Regions from separate parts of the Mus musculus genome. Here region 1 is linked to region 2. A link is a contact called in public HiChIP or PLAC-seq data. All regions are on one chromosome and are shown on one strand. Each heading gives the region's core, a stretch centred on a gene start, on an enhancer-like site or on the middle of the called end of the contact. The rest is flanking DNA. Distances are from core to core; before and after follow the strand shown.

Region 1 (3,486 bases), core at 3-2,502, 90 kb before region 2:
GAACCCTCTCTTCTCCAGGAATCTCTGTACCCTACGGTGGTTAATTAAGAGGCCACTTGCCCTGCCAGGACGCTTGACTGTCTGCATCACGGAGAGAACCCAGTCCCCTGAGTGGATGAAGAGCAGTTCCAGCATAAGGCCAGGCCAGGCTAGGCATGGCTCTGGTCCATTGCCCCTTCCTGTCATCGGGAAAAATGCTTGAGTCAGCAGAGAAACGGTGGCTGTAGGCCATTACTCCAGGGCTGACAGGATGAAGGTGTGGTTTCACACCTCTGTTTGTCCATCTGTAAAGTGGGTTAATGCCTGTACCTGAGTCCATAGAATAATCAATGGAGACCTCAGGAGGAGACCCAAGTGTTAAGGACTGGCCCAAGGGCTGCTCAAGTCTGCCTGGTGGATCAGGAAGACAGAGGACCGGGATGGGATGTCAAGCAAACGGGGAAGCCCCTACAGAAAGGAGCTGCTAGTCGGAAGGTCCTGGGGTTCAATGGACCAACAAAACTTCCCACAAAGTGAGTGTACAAACCAGAGGTAGGGGGGAGGTACGCTATTTTCCAACAGCCAGCCAAGCCAACCATTCTGGGGTAAGGGTGTCTCCGGGGACAAAACAGACCCCGCCCCACTCCTGGCCATCCGGGTAGAGACCCGACAGCACAATAGGGCAGCCCTCCTAGGGAGTTTTCTGGGGAACAGTAGAGACCTTCCCACCCTTCATTCGGCGCAGCTGACCTGGCCATGGGCTTCTAAGGAGTGACAGAGCCCTCTTCTCCGTAGGCCTGACCACTCTGGTAGGAGATAGGGAAAAAGCACGGACCCCACCGGGCCCACTAGTCCCAGAGGCTCTCAAGAGGCTCCCAAACACCCCCTGCCCAACCCAGCCGTGCCGGGGTGCTCCCCGCGGGGCCAGTACGCCCCCCCCCCCGTCCTAGTCCGCTGTCCTGGAAGAGGCTGGAAAAGCCGGGTCTGAGAAGCCGGCTCTGGGGCAGCGCCCCCACCCTGACCCCCACCTCGGCCTGAAAAGAACCTCCGGCGACCCCCGATGGCCCAGGCCTGCGGTAGGGGGCGCGGGGTTCTCAGGCGGTCAGCACTCACCGGCACGGTCATCTTGGCCGCCGCCCCCCCGGAGCCCTGCAGCAGCGGCGCGGGCTAGCTCGGGCTCGGTGGGCCCGCGCCGCTCACAGCCCCCGGCGCGGGGTCCCGGCGTTCTCCGCTGTCCTGCCGGCTGCTTTCCGCCGCCACCGGACAGTCCGGCCGCTCCCCCCGCGCCGCGCATGCGCTGCCCGCACCGCCCCTCCCCCTCCCGCCTGCTCCGCCGCGGGCCGCGTTAAAGGCAAGGACCCGGGACCCCGGGATTTTTTCTGTCGGCACAACTGGTCGAGGAGGCTGGGTTCCCACACCTTGCACGTCCTTCCAAAGGCTACCTCCAGACTTATTATTAGACAATCCCATCCGGTCCGCCCACCCGGTTCTGGAATCCAGAACCCCCACCCCCTCACATCACGTCCCTCAGTGCGGGTCCCAAGGCTCCTACAACCCTACTTTGGGAGCAGTTTAGACTGGCTGAAGGCGATCTTAGATCAGCCTAGCACTACACCAGAATTCCTCTGCCCTCCGAGCCCAGCTGAGAATGAGCTTAGGTCTCCGCCAAAGCCCACTCCATCCCCCCAGGGAGCCCCAGACCCCCAGGAAGCAGCCTGATTAACACTGGATCCCCCTGAAAATAAAATCTAGAGTGGCTTTTAGGGAGGGACCCATAATGGGCCCTCCTGCCCAAGGCTGGAAGACAAGCAGGCCTTCAGGTCTTCCTTTCTTCCATGTTAATCACCCCTAATTTCTTCAGCTGTTTCACACTTGGTATGATGCCCAAACATGCACCTGCAAGCAGTGGGCACACGGTCTTCCGACTGCCACGCCCTCGCTTCTTTCACCTTCCCTCTCAGTACACTGAGGCTCTGAGCTCCATCAGCTACCAAGGGCATAAGACCCAGGGGTCTGTCCTGCTGCCCAACCACATATAACCTGTCACTGCTCCATGGGACCTCTTCCTGGGTAAGGCCAGACCCAGGGTAATTAATGGCTGCCACGGCCTGAGAAGGAGAGTGCAAACCTACATCAAGTGGGAGATGGATTCTATGGCTTTGCTTTGTCTAGGAGCCTACTGCTTTCCTAAGGGAACCTGTTCCGAAAAGCTGATTGGCAGCAGCCTTCCCTCCTGAGAGGACCTCGAGAGGGCGAGAGCTTCAGCTAGCTAGTATATAGTACTTGGGGACAAGGCTGCTGTGACCCGAAGCTGCTGCCTCCTCCTCCTCCTCCTCCTCTTCCTCCTCTTCCCCCTCCTCCTCCTCCTTCTCCTCCTTCTCTACCACCACCCCCACCACCACCTTCCTTTCCTCCTCCTCCATTTTTTCCTCCTCTTCTTCCTACTCCCCCCTCCTTTTCCCCGTCCTCCTCGCCTGGTTTATTTTATTTTGCGTGTGTGAGTGTTTGTGCATCCATGTGTGCATACCATGTACCTGCCTGCTGCCCTCAGCGGTCAGAAGACAGCATGGGATCCCCTGGAACTGGAGTTATGGAAATTATCAGCAGCCATGTGGGTACTGGAAACCAAACCTGGCTCTTCTGCGAGAGCAGAGGATGCGCTCCGTCCCAGGGACAAGCTTTTTTTTTTTTTTTTTTTTTTTTTTTGTCTTCCAGATGTACAGTGGTTGGAGGGCCGGGTGACTGGAGATGGAGTGAGGGTGGGTCTCTAACTTCCTCAGAGGCTCAGGGGTGGCCTCTGATCCCCCAACTTTTTTCTCCTGAGGTCTTGGGGGCAACCTTAGTCCCCTCAACCCTCTGGTAGATTCTGAGAAGGAACTCAACAATGAGGGAAGATATTTGAGAAAGAGGGACATCAGGACAGCCACCAGAGCCAGGTCTTGATTCCAGGACTGATGAGGGGGTCTTCGATACTTTGAACAGGGTTGCCCCTGTACCTCTTGAATACATGTTCTCAAGGTATTGCTAGGAGAGGGCAGACAAGGCCACAACAACCAGAGGGGTGCCTGGGCCGACAGCTGCCATCTCCTCAAAGGGCATTCTGTGTGTGTCTGGCACATGGCCCTACCCGTGCCCACCCGCCCGCGCCCAGCTGGCACCCGGGATTCTGAGCTGAGAACAGCAGTTCAGCCTGGCGCCTGGGCTCTAGGCCACACGCGCCGGAGGTCCCGGAGCCCCGCCCCTCCAAGTCAGGCTCCTCCTCCCTTTTCATTTCCTCTGGCTGGGAAAAGCGCAGGACTTTAGCTTCTGTTTATTCTAGGTGTCCAGGCTAGAAGACGATGAGTGAGCAGTAGGTAAAATATGCCTTCCACACTCTGGGTACAGAGAAATGGGGTCTCAGAGGATAGTGCATGTGGGGTCTGGCTTTGGAAGCCAGCTAGTCCTCCAGCGTGTCGCGCACAAACAGGGAAAAGGCAGATCCCTGGTAGATCTTTGCTTCTGGCAGAG
Region 2 (3,473 bases), core at 555-3,054:
TGGGGTTTTATGACTGTCACCTAAGAGAGTTCTGTGCAAGTGGCTGTAAAGTGACTCTGTACTCCAGGCCTGCAGCCTTTCTTCCCTGAGAATGTATCTTTAGAACTCCATCCACTAGACAGCACAGATCGCATGGAAAGGCACAGACCTGGAATTCTGAGGAACCACTCCTAGCATAAAGGTATCTGAGTTCTTAAGCATCAGGACAAGAAGGAAGTGCTGTTTAAGATGGTCCCAACACTGGCTAAAGGGAACAAGAGAGGCTGAGCAACTGCCTAGCTGGACCTAGAGGCCTCTGGAACCGTGAGAAACTGCAATAGAGCAGCTAGCTGCTTCATGCAAGCTAGTAAATTTTAGGGTCATCTGTTATTCTGCTAAATCAATACCCAAAGTAAACCTGCATCAAAATCTTTGGGATTAATGCTGAACTCAAATACCAGACTCAGGATAGATCCTTTGGGCGTCCTTGTCTTGTAGAGAAGACTAGAGAGATTAATGAAGAACTAACACAGTTTTACCGTCTCCTTCCTGCAAAAGTCCTACTAACAGTGACAAATAAATTCGGCCAACTCCACAACAGTAATAAGTAGAGGAACAACAGAGAAAGACGTCCATATAACTTTGAGAAGGCAACACACCAGCTGGGCATGGTAGTACATGCCTGCGACATCTTCACACAAGGACAGTGAGCAGCAGTGCAGGAGGTCAAGGCCATCCTCAGGCAAATGAGATTCTGACTCAAAAAAAAGAGCAGCAAGTCTGGAAGTACTAACCGGCTTCCTCTGATCTCTGGAGCTTGTAGCCATGTGGAATGGATGACAACAAGAAAGCTGATTTGTTTTACAGAACCCTAGAAAGGCTAATTAAATTTAATGATCAAAGGTGGAAGAGAGGAGGCAGGCAGCCACAACCAGCTCAAAGTCTGCATTAGGAACAACAAAGCCTTTCTTACATCAAAACATGGGCCGTGTCCCACCACTGCTGATCCTGAGGGATCCAGTACATTCAGAGAAAATGAGTTCCAAAGGAGGACAGGCATGATGAATAAAGCCCCATCCTGAAACTAAAGGAATTAAGTGCAAAACCACCTTTACAGGCTGTATATGCCAGAGGGCTGAGGGACAAGGCCAAGTGCTAACCAACCCATAGTGTTCATAGTACTACCAAGGAATAGACACTTGACTGCCTGCTACTGAGGAACAGCTGTTGCCCAACTATAGTACAGCCTAGTCTAAATTCAAATAATACACACTTCAGGAAAAGGGAAAAATATAACAATAAAAAGCCTAGAATTGAAGGATGAGCTTCAGCAGAGAGCCACACAATACCTGACTGACACAGCAAATTTCAAAGGGTCACTATCACAGCTGAACTTTAAGAATGCCAGGATATGAACAACAAGTGGCCCAAGTAACAAAGGGAAGAAAGCAGCAAGCATGAACTTAGGTTTGCCTTTGTTACTCTTGTTTTATAGCAGGGCTGACAAGACTCAAGACTGATAGACGCGTAGGTAAACAAGTTCTGGAAAGCACTCCAGATGCAACGGGACACATGAAGAAACACGATATGGCTTCTGCCACTAGAAACTCAGAGTCCAGAAACACAGCAACAACAAAAGCAACACGACAATCCATGACACACACCAATTGGGAATGCCGTTCTTAATCTCCCTGCCAGTGTCTACAGCACCAACCGGGAAACACTGTGTAGCCTGAGGTACTTCTTAAGGACCCTGATAGCTGACACAAAGAAACAGCAGACTGCTCTCTGCTGGTCACATCCCCAGAGCAACTCCATTCTTTCTGCTATTTTGTTTTCCAAGACAGGCTCTCAAAGAGAGCTCCAAGTTGGCCCGCTCCTGTGCTCAGCCTCCCCTGGGGCCAGAAAGTAACTTCACTTTTAGGAAGCAGTAAAGGATTTAGCTATCACAGTACTTTTAAATAAGAGAATGGTTCTTATCATCATCTCATGCATGAGAGGGACTCCTGATAGGAAAAGGCTATTATTAGCAATAATTAATCCACCTGTTTTTCTATAGAAATTCCATTTTAACTTCATTTTCACTCACTCAACTTCCTGAAAAGTCTTTATTTGGATGGAACTTCCCCATGACTGAAGTTTTCCAAAAGGTGAATCATTTAGGAAAATCTGAGCTCACAGGGTCAGCTGGCTGTGCCAGAGAAAAGGGTAAGAGTGGTCATCTTCCTCCCTTCCCCAAGGCTGAAAGAATTACATAGCTCTCGCTGAGGAAAGACAAACAAAACATGACAACAAAGTCAGAGAAACTAGACGACTAACTTCAAGCTCACATTCCCTCATTCTCACACTTAGAAACTTCTCCCATTAGCTCTCTCATACTTCTTAAAGATGCAGTGATGACAAAAAAGGAAAGAAACAAAGATGTCAAGAAATTAAAAGATATGCTCAAAGACAAACACCAAGTTTGTGCCTGGGTAGTCAAAGTTCAAATCTCCTAAGATCCTTCAAGAAAGTTCTTTATGGTATTTTAAATAATGTGCTTTTTTAAAAAAAGTCTTGCCAATAGCCTGGCAGTGGTGGCACACATCTTTACTTCTGGTGCTTGGGAGACAGAGGAAGGTGGATCTGAGTTTGAGGCCAGCCTAAAAAAATCTTGTCTCAAAAAAACCAAATGAACAAAGTCTGGCCAACACAGCAACTATTAACAGGTTTAAATATATATACTATGTATAACATATGTAACATATAATATAACGGTTGTATATAACAATTAGACATGCATGCTCCAGGTTGGCTTTGATCGGCCTGCTTCCTCTTCCCAAGGGCTCGTGTACAGGAGTGGACCGCCACCACGGGCCTTAGCAAGCTTTTCTAGTCTTCTTGTTTGTTCCTTTGTTTGTTTTTAAGATTTATTTATTTTATGTATATCAGTACACTGTAGCTGTCTTCAGACACACCAGAAAAGGGCACTGGATCCCATTACAGACGTCTGTGAGCCACTATGTGGCTGGGAATTGAAGTCAGGACCTCTGGAAGAGCAGTCAGTGCTCTTAAACGCTGAGCCATCTCTCCAGCCTGCTTTTGTATTCTTTATGGGGAAGGAGTTTGAGAAGACACTCACTTGTTCTGTTACAAATCTCAATAATATATAATGTTTTTAAATGACTATGTTTTACTAAGAACTATAAACAAGATGCATGTGTTGAGTGTGTACTTAATGAAAAGAAAGTGCTTTTATCCTGTTTTATTTGACAGATGGTGCTGCCCTCTTCTGACAAACTGTACACATGCAGGCTCCCTGAGTACTTCAATATTTACAAAAGTGGAGAGAGAGAGCACGCCTTTGATCCCAGGACTCAGGAGGCAAAGAGGCAGGTGGACCTCTGAGTGAGGTCAGCCTGATCTACAGAGTGAGTTCTAGGACAGCCAGGGCTACAGACAAACCCTGTCTCAAAAAGCAAACAAAAAAGTCAAGAGTAGTATCACATGAATGT

The links. HiChIP or PLAC-seq counts read pairs in DNA pulled down with a chosen protein or histone mark.
Region 1: an H3K27ac HiChIP or PLAC-seq map of extraembryonic endoderm stem cells shows a contact between it and region 2. The contact joins the promoter of Bcar1 here to the enhancer-like site in region 2. A contact is called at or near these places in 3 of 39 promoter capture datasets (embryonic stem cells and macrophages), 3 of 15 datasets of contacts at CTCF or cohesin (the NIH/3T3 cell line, embryonic stem cells and stem cell-derived epiblast-like cells), 21 of 484 Hi-C or Micro-C datasets (CD8 central memory T cells, the HL-1 cell line, LSK cells and 11 more), 31 of 115 datasets of contacts at active chromatin or transcription factors (the HL-1 cell line, bone marrow-derived macrophages, cardiomyocytes and 17 more) and 6 of 9 other capture datasets (adipose tissue, bone marrow-derived macrophages, embryonic stem cells and 3 more).

What each region holds. Positions count from the first base shown.
Region 1 is chr8:111,742,597-111,746,082 of GRCm38.p6, forward strand. It overlaps Bcar1 (breast cancer anti-estrogen resistance 1), which reads right to left and starts at 1,253. Exons shown (of 7, transcript NM_009954.3): 1 at 1,093-1,253. The coding sequence starts at 1,104. It overlaps Gm51589 (a long non-coding RNA gene), which reads left to right. Exons shown (of 3, transcript XR_003947596.1): 2 at 19-512.
Region 2 is chr8:111,832,482-111,835,954 of GRCm38.p6, forward strand. The region is part of intron 4 of Cfdp1 (craniofacial development protein 1); the gene reads right to left. Among named protein-coding and RNA genes, the nearest start is that of Cfdp1, 20 kb to the right of the region's middle. Within about 2 kb of position 1,805, at least 23 of the 459 cell types and tissues checked have an H3K27ac peak or open chromatin away from gene starts, as enhancers often do. A contact at or near this core is called in adipose tissue, differentiating embryonic stem cells, extraembryonic endoderm stem cells and 4 more, where this site is marked.